Linked DNA regions of Hordeum vulgare: region 1 is linked to region 2. Evidence: chromatin contacts called from public Hi-C data. All regions are on one chromosome and are shown on one strand. The core of a region is the stretch at or near the end of the contact, and the rest is flanking DNA. Distances in the headings are between cores, read along the strand shown.

Region 1 (5,750 bases), core at 1,776-4,275, 180 kb before region 2:
AATTTGTAAAGTTATTTTTTATTTGGAATTTTTTATTGAAAATCGCTATGTGGTGTAACATATTATGTTACTTTATTTGTCTATCTTCTCATTAACTAGCTGTCATATCATTATTTTTCTTTATATAACATTTATGTTTTTTTTTACAAATAGGATCTTGGCATTAGAAGAAACACCGGAACTATAAAGCACCTCAACAAAAACAAAAATTACAATAAAATTCTTGAGATGCCCTTCATCTTCAACCCTCGAACTGTGTCGACGATGCGCCGCCGCTGTTGTTCCTCCCTGAGCTGGCCTGACGTAGTTGGATGCATACAAGAAGTAGCCGATCGGGTCAAGAAGACCACATCCATCCCGGAGATGAAGAAGGAAGAACCGTCGATGAAGCTCCTCGACGATCCAAAGATCCCCATAATCGGAAGGAGTCTTCAAAAATCACACCACTCTCACAAGCTTCTCAACGTCGCCGTCGAGATGAGGCTGAAACTGAAAAGACCTTATTGAACAAGATGTCGCCGCCACCATCTAAGCATCGTCTCACCAAACCTTAACCCTAAAAGCAGGAAAACGAAGACCTCCCGCCAATGGGACCCGAGATCCACCCCGCCTCCATGGCCCGATGGCCACAAAAAGTGAGGCATATCGACGACGACGGCGACGGGAGGCAAGGGAACCCTAATTGAGTGTGCGTGGAAGAGAGAGGTCACTACTTATGTTACTCTTGATTGAGCGATGGCGGTTATTCTGAAAATTAATGTCTTCCAGAGTAAATCTGTCAGGTAAGACGTTCAACTTGTCATCTTTTCTCGTGAACGCTCGCTAGCTAATGGAGTTTAGAAAAAAGAAGAAAGAAAAAGTGGTACCGAAAGAGACGAGACAATGTGTACCTAGTACACAAGGTACAAATAATACCAGATGCTGTTGTTCTATTTTCACCCAAGTTGTTGTGGCCCGATGGATGCTTTCGTAACCCATAAGCATGAGACCGATGCCTTGGGAGCTAAAAACCACGTGCGTGCGAGAGTGAGCAATGCTGCTGTGCTGGTTGAGCACGCTGGAGGCCGCATCGGCATCAGCAGCGGAGCATAAGGCTGGTCATAGTGTGGAGTAACATATAGTAATATCATAGTAGTATGATACTATCTTTATAGTGCATAGTAACATAAAATAGTACTCCATTCGTCTCGGTGAATAATTCATCTTATAAAAATCAAATAATCCCAAAACACTTAGGCACGATGCATTAACTTTGACCTCGTTTCTTGTTTTTTGACATGAATAAAGGAATCAACCAATAATAGACGTGGGGCATGTATGTTTTAATGACTTGAGACTAATTAGCACAACATGCATTGATCAATTCATTGCATGCAATGGTATTAATTAGCAAATTAACATTGATTTCTCTCGTTTTTCTGTCCGTCTTGGTCACGGTGCACAACCTAAGATGACTTAGAGCAAGTACAATAAGGTACAGTCAGCAGGCTGTAAGGATTAAAATATTATATTTTTGCTGAGTTGGATGAGAGAGAAGAGGAGAGAGAAGGGAAGCGGGCTCTTCGTGAAGAGCCAACTCTAACACGTGCTCCTAGGTGCTTTGTGAGAATGAAAGGTGAGACATATATGATAAAAATAGTACTCTTTTATAGCCAACTATTGTACAAGCTAGCTATAAGACGGGCTATAAGACTGCTTATAGCCAGCAGTTGGCTATACTATTAACCATGCTCTTATACACCGAGACGGAGGGAGTATCATAGATGATCTTATTTATTGACATGCATGACACATAGTAGCATAGCATTTAACATGTTACGGTATCTACCTATGTTACTCTAACCCTCTCTCTCTTCTTTAATTGTCTGTCACATCAACATGTTTGCTTTTCCCAAGTACATAATACTACCTTAGTTACTCCCACTATGGCCAGCCTAATAGTAACTAGACGATGTCTTTAAAAAAATGTATGAATTGATAGAAGACTAAAATTAATAAAAACAAATACTATAAAACATTGTTACTTTTTTCATCACGGTTTAGAAGACACATTTAAACTTGCGTGCGTTTTTAAAATAGACAAGATTTAAGGCGCGAAATCAATTACTCTTATTAATTACTACTTGTACTAGTCATGCATGCGCCCTCCCAATTTGTTGCTCACGCATTAATACTAGTAATTTCTCAGTTGATTAGGCGTATTAGCATCTACACCTGCTACATCTCACAACCAATCAATGACTACCTTGGTCTCAGAGATTTTCAAGCGTGCCTTCTAAACCGTGACGAAGGGAGTACATGACTTAATTTTCTAGGAAATAAATGCATGAGGTGATATATTTTGCATGAAAAGATTAATAAAAAAGTAACTTATGACTCTATACATGACTTAACGGTGTGTCATTATTACATGAATAGAAAAATTAATTAATGAATTATAAATAAATATATAAATAAGAATAGAGGATAGGTAGGAGTAGTCCTCCAGCTCCAGGATAAAGAGTGATGCGGTTGAATTCGGGGGACAAGATCAAGCCGGAAGCACACGGCTCTGTTATAGTAAGCGTTCCTAGTAAGCGCATCCAAACAGCAAACAAAATGCATCTATCCCAAGTTCCCACCCCTCTCCCTGTGCCGCCACCGGAATAATAAATCAGTGCGGCGGCGGCGGCCCCGCTTTCCGCCGCGGCATCATATAAAACGGGATCCGTCTTTTGGTTTGCGATCGACGGGAGCTGTTGTGTGGTGCCGCCTGCCCGGCTACGTGGAGCGCTCGCGCGGCACACATACATGGCCGTCGAAAAAGCTGCTGAGATGGATCACTGTCTGTCTGTCGCTAGCTAGCTCCACCAGATGCATTTTGCCTCGGGAGCAGCGGGAAACGATCGATCGACGCGACCCCGTTGCGCGCGTGTGGCCGTAAACGAGACGAGAGATGCGGAGCGGCAGTGCCGATGGATGGTGCGGTGCGGCGCGCCGCTAAATCGGCGGCTGGGGAAAGCGCCGCGTCGGCAGCGCGTTTCTGTTCTCACCCGCGACCACGGACGCACGGCTGCTGGCGCGTTTGCGGCGCTGCCGGTGCCCGTCCGGGCGGCGTGTATGCCGCGACCACGTGCGTGATTTGTGACGGGGAGGAGGGGATCGTGCCTACCTGCTCCTGTCCTGCTGGCTCGCTCGCGGCTGCGGGAGAGCGACGCGGGGCTGCCATTGCGGCGGGGTACAGTAGCAGTATCGATCAGCGCCGAGGCCTGCGGTGATGATCTGATGCCCCCTGCCGACAGTTGGAGACTGCGGGTCTCGTCGTGTTGTGCCTGCCTACGTGGTGGGTATGTCAGGGCAGGGTGCATAATTATGTTGGGAAACTGGGCCTAGCCCATCGCGCGCGGTAGCCATGGCCGGCTTCGGTGCAAGACAAAGAGCCGGTCCATATCGTTTTTCCTTAGGAGCAACTTTAATGTATCCACTCATTTCGTTCGCCGCCTTCTGTTTGGGTCAATGCGGGTAAAAAAATGGCCCAACGCGCTGATCCATTGTCAAAACGCGTTCGCTTCGCATCCGTGCCGATTCATTTCCGATTCAAAAAAGATGGCCCAACATGCTGACCCTTTGTTTCCTCGTCGACGACCCAACATCCATGGACAGCGGCGACAAGTGCGTCGTCTATTCCAGTGCGATGCTGTCAAAGGAGGTCGCCTACCTGCATGCTATGAGGGTGATGCACCTGACGCATCAGCACTCCCGTGCTACGTCTACGTCCGGCTTCTTTCCGAACACCCTCGTCGTCAGCGCCAACGCGCTTCTTTCACAGGAGGCCGCCTACCTTGAAGCTCAGATGACGATGCAACATACGCACGAGCGTGCCCGTGCTGCTGCGCCACCGCCGACACCAACATTACCCGTGCTGGCAGAGCCCACCCCCGCTCCGGCACAACCCGACCTCGCCCCCGCGCCGGCACAGCCCGACCTCGACGCCGCCGCCGAGGACGCCTAGGTTTTTTCTTCTTCTTATTTTTCAATAATGTAACGCGTGGACTCTCGTCGGCTTTCGTGGCCGGCTTTTTTAATATTTAATCGGACATTTTCGTTAATATTATGCATGTTTGGTGCACGCCGGCAAAAATGGGTCGAGCCAGCGTTGGGCGCATGCGCCGACCCAAACGTCGAAGCGCACATTCGTGTCCGCCTGGCCGACTCAAACGGACAAAAGGCGGACAAAATCGCCGTCCGTTTGGGTCGGCTCGTTGGAGTTTCCCTAAATAGGTTTATTTATCCTCCCTTATCCTACATAAAGAGAGGAAGAACAATCATTGTAATAGAGACCATCATTAATAAAGATTGTTTCCTTTCTACTTTATGTGTTCTTCTACTTCTCGTGTGATTGTCTACGACGCTGCTCCGCTTCACAACCTTGGACCGAACTCGCCGGTAGGAGTTGCCGAACACGTTATCAGCACGCTTCGCTTCACCAAGTCTCCATCGAGCCTGCGTTAAGCCTGCACCAAGCAACCTCTCGTCGATCCCATGGAGCTATAAGATCCAATCCATCTCTTTGCAAAAATGGATTCATCATGTTATCACGATTCCGTTTTTGCGATTAGTTTACTTTTTCGGTTTTAATCTACCTATAGTGTGGATTTCTCTCTCAAGAACTAGTTGACGAATACGTCGTCGACCAATGTCGATGTTGTTGGTGTTGGGGAACGTTGCATGTGAAACAAAAAATTTCCTACGCACACGAAGACCTATCATGATGATGTCCATCTACGAGAGGAGATTTGGATCTACGTACCCTTGTAGATCGCACAACAGGAAGCATTAAGAAACGCGGTTGATGTAGTGGAACGTCTTCACGTCCCTGGACCAGCCTCACGAACCGTCCCACGAACCGTCCCACGATCCGTTCCGATCTAGCAAGCAAGACCGAGAACTCGACGATGATGATGTCGGCCTTCTTGATCCAGCAAGCAAGACGGAGAAGTAGATGAGTTCTCCGACAGCGTGACGGCGCTCCGTTGGTGGTGACGATCTACTCCTGCAGGGCTCCGCCCGAGCTCCGCAGAAATATGATCTAGAGGTAAAACTATGGTGTCTAGATCTGAGTTGCACCTGGCAAAAGTTGTCTTAAATCAGCCCTAAATCACCACTATATATAGGAGGGAGGGGAAGGCGGCTTGCCTTGAGGGCCAAGCCCTCAAGGGTGCGCCGGCTAGGAGGAGGAGGAGGAATCCTACTCCAATTAGGATTGGAAAGTGGAGTCCTTCTCTTCCTTCCCACCTCCCCTTTTTTTCTTTGGTTTTCTTCTCTTGGCGCCAAGGCCCTCTTGGGCTTCCCCCGGGTGGGTTGCCCCCCTCCCGGTGAACTTCCGGAACCCATTCGTCACTCCGGTACAATCCCGGTAATACAAGATTCCGGGACTTACACTTAGTCACATTGCTTGCAAGGCTTGTGTGTGATGTTGTATTACCGAGTGGGCCCTGAGATACCTCTCCATCACACGGAGTGACAAATCCCAGTCTTGATCCATACTAACTCAACGGACACCTTCGGAGATACCTGTAGAACACCTTTATAGTCACCCAGTTACGTTGTGACATTTGATGCACGCAAGGTATTCCTCCGGTGTCAGTGAGTTCTATGATCTGATGGTCATAGGAACAAATACTTGAAACACAGAAAACAATAGTAATAAAATGACACGATCAATATGCTACGTTCATAGTTTGGGTCTAGTCCACATGATTCTCGTAATG
Region 2 (6,566 bases), core at 2,485-4,984:
GTCCATGGGCTGAGCCGGCGGCGGATTGGGCGGTGAAATAGTTCCTCCCGTCGGGGCGGTTTGCAAAGGCCGATCAGGACCCGCCCCGGGGGTGCGCGGAGTGTCAAAAAGGCGAGTTGGGTGTAAGTCGGCCGGGACGCGCCCACTGTGTCTCCTTTGATGGACGGCGTCAGACGCGCGCTGCTGTATCTCGAGCCGCCAGCATTCGGTGTTCAGTCGCTCGGTCTCTGCGGCGACCGCGGCTCGTTGTGTCTCGATCCTGGCGGCTTCTGCTTCCATGTCGCGTTGTGCCTTGGACATTGCCTCCCGCAGTTTGGTTAGCTCGGCATTGACCGACTCCTGATTTTCAGATGTAATCGGGGTTGCCATAAGGCTGGCTATCTCCGCTGCTAGTTCCGTCATGGCTTTCGCTGGGGGCTTGGATGTTCCCTCGGTCTCGTTGTTGCGAGTCGGACTCTGATGAGGCTGGGCTGACCCCGCCATGTAGATGGCGATTTGCCGGCGAGACCTCTTGAGGACTTAGGGATCCATTGCCAGCGACAGCCCCCCGAGCTGTCCTTCCTCAAGAGGGTGGATCGACTCCGTCTCACCCATGGATGACTCGCCATCGGAATTGACAAGTGTGATCTCCTCGCCCGCCTCTTCGTCTTGCGCGTCGCCTCCCTGCGTAAAGCCGACGAAAACCTGGCGATTCTTGTTCTGCCGTGTAACGGGGAGGACGTACCTGGCCGGCTCGACGATGTCGGTGGAGGTGTCCGGCTCAGGAACAGGCGTCCCGATCATGCCGATGAAGATGTTGATCTTGCCGAAGGGGACTCGGTAGCCAGATTTGACGGAATCGGCCTCCGATTCCCATAGCAAGTTCTCGATGTAGTACTTCCCGCGGCGGCTCTCAGTCATGATGTCGACCGCATAGCTTTCTAACCCTGATAGGGCTCCCTTTGAGAACTCAACTCCACCGTGCGCAAGCCCCACGGTGGGAGCCAACTGTCGTGGTTTTATCACGACGGATGTCCTCGTGAAAGGACTTAGAGATGGAGCCATCGCACCTTGGTGGCAACTCAAAGGGGGTGAGCGGAAGCGAGACTCAGATTTACCCAGGTTCGGCCCCTCGTGAGGAGGTAAAAGCCTACATCCTGCTTTGTGTGGATTAATGGTGGTTTCGATTACAAGGAGGGCGTAACTCGCCTGACCTAGCTCTCGATTTTCTCTAACCCGCCTGACCTTTCCCTGGGACTCGCCTTTATATACAGGTCGAGGCCCTAGGGTTTACAAAGTCCTGCCATCCTACTCTTGGTAGATTTCCTTATCTCTAAGTCCTCGTGTTCCCTACGATGAGGAGCTTCCTTGACGTTCCATCATCCACACGGTCTTTTTGAACCGCCCTACAGCTCCTGGGCCACTGGACGCATAATTAAAGGTGAGTCGCCCCTTTGGTGACCCGGCCCATTAAGGGCGGGTTACCCACAGGTAATATCCCCAATAGATCCCGTTCAGGCCTACCACCCTCACGAGCGCTCGTGCATCTGGCTCCCTCGCGCCACCGCGTTCCTCCCTAGTGTTGGATTCAGATCGGACCGAGGCCGACCCAGATGCATCTCCGTCGTTGCTCTCGGGGCTCCCCCCGTCCTCCGGGTTAGTTGTCGGCTCACTGCTACCCTTCCCGTTCGCCGGCTCGACTTCCTCTACGCCGTCGCATTGTCTGAAGTTCGTGGAGGTCCGGGAGCCCGTCGTTCTCGGGTCGCTACTAGCCTGTCATGCGGTGAGTGCGGCGCGCATGATGGGCTGACACATATTGCTGATGATGCTTCTTAGCCCTCCCCTCCGCGACCTCGCCCTCCGCCTCGCCTCAAGTCCATCGACGTCCGGGAGCCCGCCATCGGGAGGCGTGCTGACTGTCATCCCGTTGCTATGGGGGTCACTGTTGTGGTACCGTGAGGTACCTGTTGTGTGCGGGCTAGCCCGTAGGTTGATGATGATGCTCTGTCATCCCCCTCGCAGTCCTACCCTAAATCGGGGGCAGTCCGGGACAAAAACTTGGCTCGAGTGGGGGGATCCAGGAGGATGGATTGAAGTGCATGGGAGTAAGGGATGTGCACATGCTCCCAAGTGCGGGCATGATGCGCCATGTGGCTAGTCCGGCTGAGCGCGCCGCCTATCTCAAATGGATGGACATGCGATGTTTCTGTTGTCTCCGCCACAAGCATTTCCCCAAGCATTGCGAGGAGCCACTGAAATGTTGGCGTTTCTACAATGATTTCCATCTTGCGAGTCATGCCCTGGCCCTCCGTCGAAGCTTAGCTCGTTGGTGCCTCCCTGCTACTAGGCAGTGTTCATACACTGAGGCTCTCACGGCGCCGCCCATTGGAGATCGCTCGACTTGTTACGTGAACTATTGCATCTTCCCTCGTGCTCCTGTCTAGCAGGACCTCATTGCTGCTATGCTCTCGGCTGGGCCGGTGGGCATCAATCCGTGGAATGTTGATCCGACGCTTGACCAAGCAATGTCGCCTTCTCCTCAGATTTTTCCTGCCATCAACGGCCCTATGGACTGCTCTACTTGGGGCGATGATATGTGGTTTCCCAATGGTGCCAGGCATGGAGGGAGTGAGAAATTTGTCGATCATGTGTGCTCGGAGGCTGCATACTACTCACCGCGCCCTTGAGGCTCCTCCTTTCTTCAGTGTTGCACTCCTCTGTACATCAGATGCCGAGTCCAGAGGAGCCGCTTGATTTCACCGCACCCAACCTTCTAGATGAGCCTGCGGTTGACGTGTACAATGTTGTTGCAAAGGTGGCGCAAACTAAAGCAACAACAATATCTCTGGAGGATTTTCTCAGCAAGGTTACTTGTCTGCTCCCACAACCACTTCTTGGGACCCTGGTGCCTTCACACGGGGAGAAAAATGATGGGCAGCGGAGCCAGCGTCTCGAAAAGAAGAACAAGGCATGCAACATTCTGACATCCAAGCGCGCAGGGTATAGGATGTTGGAGTTTTTTGGTGAGCTGCCGGAGGTCAAAAAAGCAGAGGGGCTAGAACAAAAGATGCAAGCATATGTGGACATGTACAAAAAAAACACTCTCATCGCAAGTGATGAGGCGTTGAGCTTTTTGGCGAGGATTGTAGTGAAGTCAAAGTTGGACCTCTGAAGATGCTTTCCACAAGATAATGTTAGTACATGATTATTTGAGGCCGAGAGAGAAGAGTCTTCGACGAATGGCGATCAGTTCGGTTGTTCTTGAGTCTCGTCTTACTCTTTTGGGCCTAAGTGCTGTCGTGTGTGGCTCCGATGATGTCTCGTCATGATTTTTTGTCTCGTCCCAATCTTCTAGTACACATTGCCTCTTTTTTCGTTTTTCTTTTTTCTTCGTTTTTTGGGTTTTCATTTGGTTTTCCCTAATTAGACAAGAATGTTAGGTCTTTGGGTCCGGTTTTATTTATAAAATAGACCAATTCTCTTCTTCTGAATGAAATGCAGGAACCACTGTCCTCTCGAGGTGTTCTTGAAAAAAAAAAACAAATCTGGCACACCTATAAAATGAATTCAATGAAATATCTACCAAGCATCACAAAGCTATTTTAAAACTGGATCAAGCGTAGTAAAGTTAGAGCGAGTATCAATCAGTTGACTAAACACGAAATCGTCATCACAGACGCAAGCATGGGCGCCGGCCCAATTGCACGGCGCCACGACCACATATGTGCGCACGGCGCCACGACCACATATGTGCTGCACATAAGGTTAACTATATTCTTCCAAAAAAAATAGGTTAATTATATGGTACACAGACCAGGTGTCCTTGATAGCCCGATTGACTAATTTATCCATGGTCAACCACTTCGGAGATCCTTCGGGATGATCTGAAAATGCCGTTACTCTATGCTCGGACTTGTTAAAAGGTGGCGGCTAGCTGGATACTTTTTCGACTAACCGTCATGTTAGCAGTATCACTGGGCTAATTAAACAAAGCTTCTAGAAGAAAGCATAGTTGATTATTTTCAAGTTGCTTGGTTTGTCAAAGGTTCGATAGAGGGAGATACGATTCCGTTTTTTTAGGCGAACCATTCCAGGTTTGAATATGTTTCTAGAGCAAAGACTGAGAATTGTTGATTGCTCCTGCTACTTCCAACTTATTATTATCGGCCGCAAATGCAGAAAATGGAATTTGCTTTTACGGTCGCCACGACAAGATTGATGGTGATGGGACTATTTTTAGAATCACAGACCCCAGACCCGGCAAGCGCATTTGTACCGGGCCATGACATTATTTTTTGAGAACATACTGGGGCTATAACATACTGGAAAATGAAAAGTACTTCTATTCTATAACTTTTTTTCCCTTATTTGGATCAAAAAATTGAGAGTTTTTGACTTTTTATACACACATTTTAACTTTGAGTCTTCTCTTCATGTTCATTCAAGATTCGCCACTGTTCTCACGATGTATTTAACATGCCAATTGAGCCCAGATAAACATACGCCACCCAAGATATGCTATAGGGCTCCCTTCCAACAGTTTTGGGAAGTTTCTGTGTTTGTTCTGTGACTTCATCGGTTCTTGTTCCTATTTATTTTGTTTCTTCCATTATTAAAATATGTCAATTTTTTAATATTGATAAGGTTTTTTTAATTCATTGTTTTTTAAATTATATTTCAAATTCGTATTTTTTAATGTATAGTTTTTTATCTGTAAAATGAGGATTTGATTTTTGTTGAATCAGTAGCGGTTAGCTAGTAAACAAGCGGCAAAGTGAGTGACGGTCACGGGTCGCAGTCCTCCTAGCATCCATGTGAATGCCATCGTCCCATTCGGTACGGGAAGCGTTGAATAGGAGCACCTACAATCCAGTATCTCTCTCACAAAATACTCAAATACTTTGACATGGAGTGTGAGAAATTTAGTCTTTTCAAACTAACTAAAAAATGTCTTCAAAGCTGTTGTTTGTTTAACCAACATTTCAATGTTTTAGTGCTTGTTTTTCCTCACCAGATTATGATAAGTTTTGGTTATGCCAATTGAGGCAAAACAAAAGACATTACTAGATATAACACTTTTTCACCTTGCGGAGATCTAAATATGCAGGCGAAGTTTGAGAGTGAGGATGAGATATTAGTCACTAACGATAACAATTGGGAAAGTGGCAACAAAAAAGCACCCTTGTCAGTATAAAGTTTAGCGTGAAACCAAGCTTTTCTTCCCCTTTCCCCATAAATTTATGATACCAGAATTTCAATTTTCTTCTAAATGATATCTCAAATGTGTTACAATGTGTCAAGTTTTACCATATTATAACAATTTCTCACTGGTTCCGGCATGTCATACCCTAAGTCAAATGCATATTGGAAGATTCATGGGAACCAATAAGTGGATATGACATGCCAAAACCATTGAAGGGGTGTGGTCAAGTCAAATGTGTCGGTGGGGCTAGTTAGGGCCAATCGGGGATGCATGTAAAGTCAACCGGGATAGCGGAAGGTCATCCAAATAGGAAGAACACACTCATCTAATTTATGCTTCTGATTTGGCTTGCCTATCACCAACCATGTCAACTTGACAGGTTTTGCCTAGTGAGCCAGATTCAGAAGAAATGTGATGAATATGGGTAAACTCGACACAACGCAAAAATATTAGGGTAAAATATGTTGCATTTTTAATGAGCTAAACACTGTCACAAACCCGCAAGAGATAAAAGGTGGAATTTCCTCTAAAATTTATGTCAGGTACCATGTGACTTTTTTAAAAGACGAAGTTTCACTAACTCCTTATCTGTGAATGAAATTACTCAATTTGCCAAAAGGAAAGGGTTGGGCCTGGACAGGACCAAGCTGGATTGGCCCGCATTTGTCTTCTACCCAAAAACACATCACATGAGAGAAGGAAACGTGGGATCTCCTATTCGGCGCTTCAGGTCCTAGTCGGAGCCTTAAGTGTCGGCTAGGAGATCCCGCACCCATGTGTCCTGCAAGTTAGGCCGGTCCATAGAACGCTTCGACCAACGAACTCGCACGAAAATATCCCAAAATAATTAGCGGGTACAAGATTCGAACTAAAGACGTATGTTTCACATCCAAACTCGCTAACCACTAGAGCTACTGGACTTAAGTGTTTTTTATAGTCTGAAATGCTTAATAACAGAGTCGTAGCGCTATTTCTTGATACGTAATCATTGGGGAAAAATTGTGATAAGTTTTTTGAATAAAAAAGGTGGTAAACTTAAAAAAAGTTCATCGATTTCAAAAAGAGCTCATTGAATTTGAAAAAACAGTTTGTATATTTAAAAATGTTCATTAATTTTCAAAAAAGGTTCATCAAAATTGAAAAATTGTTCATGGATTTACAAAAAAACAACTAAATTTTTAAAAAAGTTCATCAATTTGAAAAAAAATCACTGAATTTAGAAAAAACGTTCATTGAATTTGGAAAAAGTCTACCGATTCTGAAAATAGTTCATCGATTTCAAAGAAAAAGTTCGTCAAATTCAAAAAGTCCATCAATTTTGAAAAAACTTCATCGAAATTGAAAAATTGTTCATGGATTTACAAAAAAAATAACTTCAAATTTT

Evidence for each region. Hi-C and Micro-C count contacts between places; a contact is called where the count stands out from the background.
Region 1: a contact with region 2 is called in a Hi-C map of leaf, with 7 times the contacts expected there. The contact joins two enhancer-like sites. A contact is called at or near these places in 4 of 6 Hi-C or Micro-C datasets (leaf and seedling).

The regions. Positions count from the first base shown.
Region 1 is chr3H:553,720,351-553,726,100 of MorexV3_pseudomolecules_assembly, reverse strand. No RefSeq gene overlaps it. Among protein-coding and RNA genes, the nearest start is that of LOC123444983, 10 kb to the left of the region's middle. Within about 2 kb of position 3,025, at least 3 of the 3 cell types and tissues checked have open chromatin away from gene starts, as enhancers often do. A contact at or near this core is called in leaf, where this site is marked.
Region 2 is chr3H:553,540,974-553,547,539 of MorexV3_pseudomolecules_assembly, reverse strand. No RefSeq gene overlaps it. Among protein-coding and RNA genes, the nearest start is that of LOC123444981, 40 kb to the right of the region's middle. Within about 2 kb of position 3,734, at least 1 of the 3 cell types and tissues checked has open chromatin away from gene starts, as enhancers often do. A contact at or near this core is called in leaf, where this site is marked.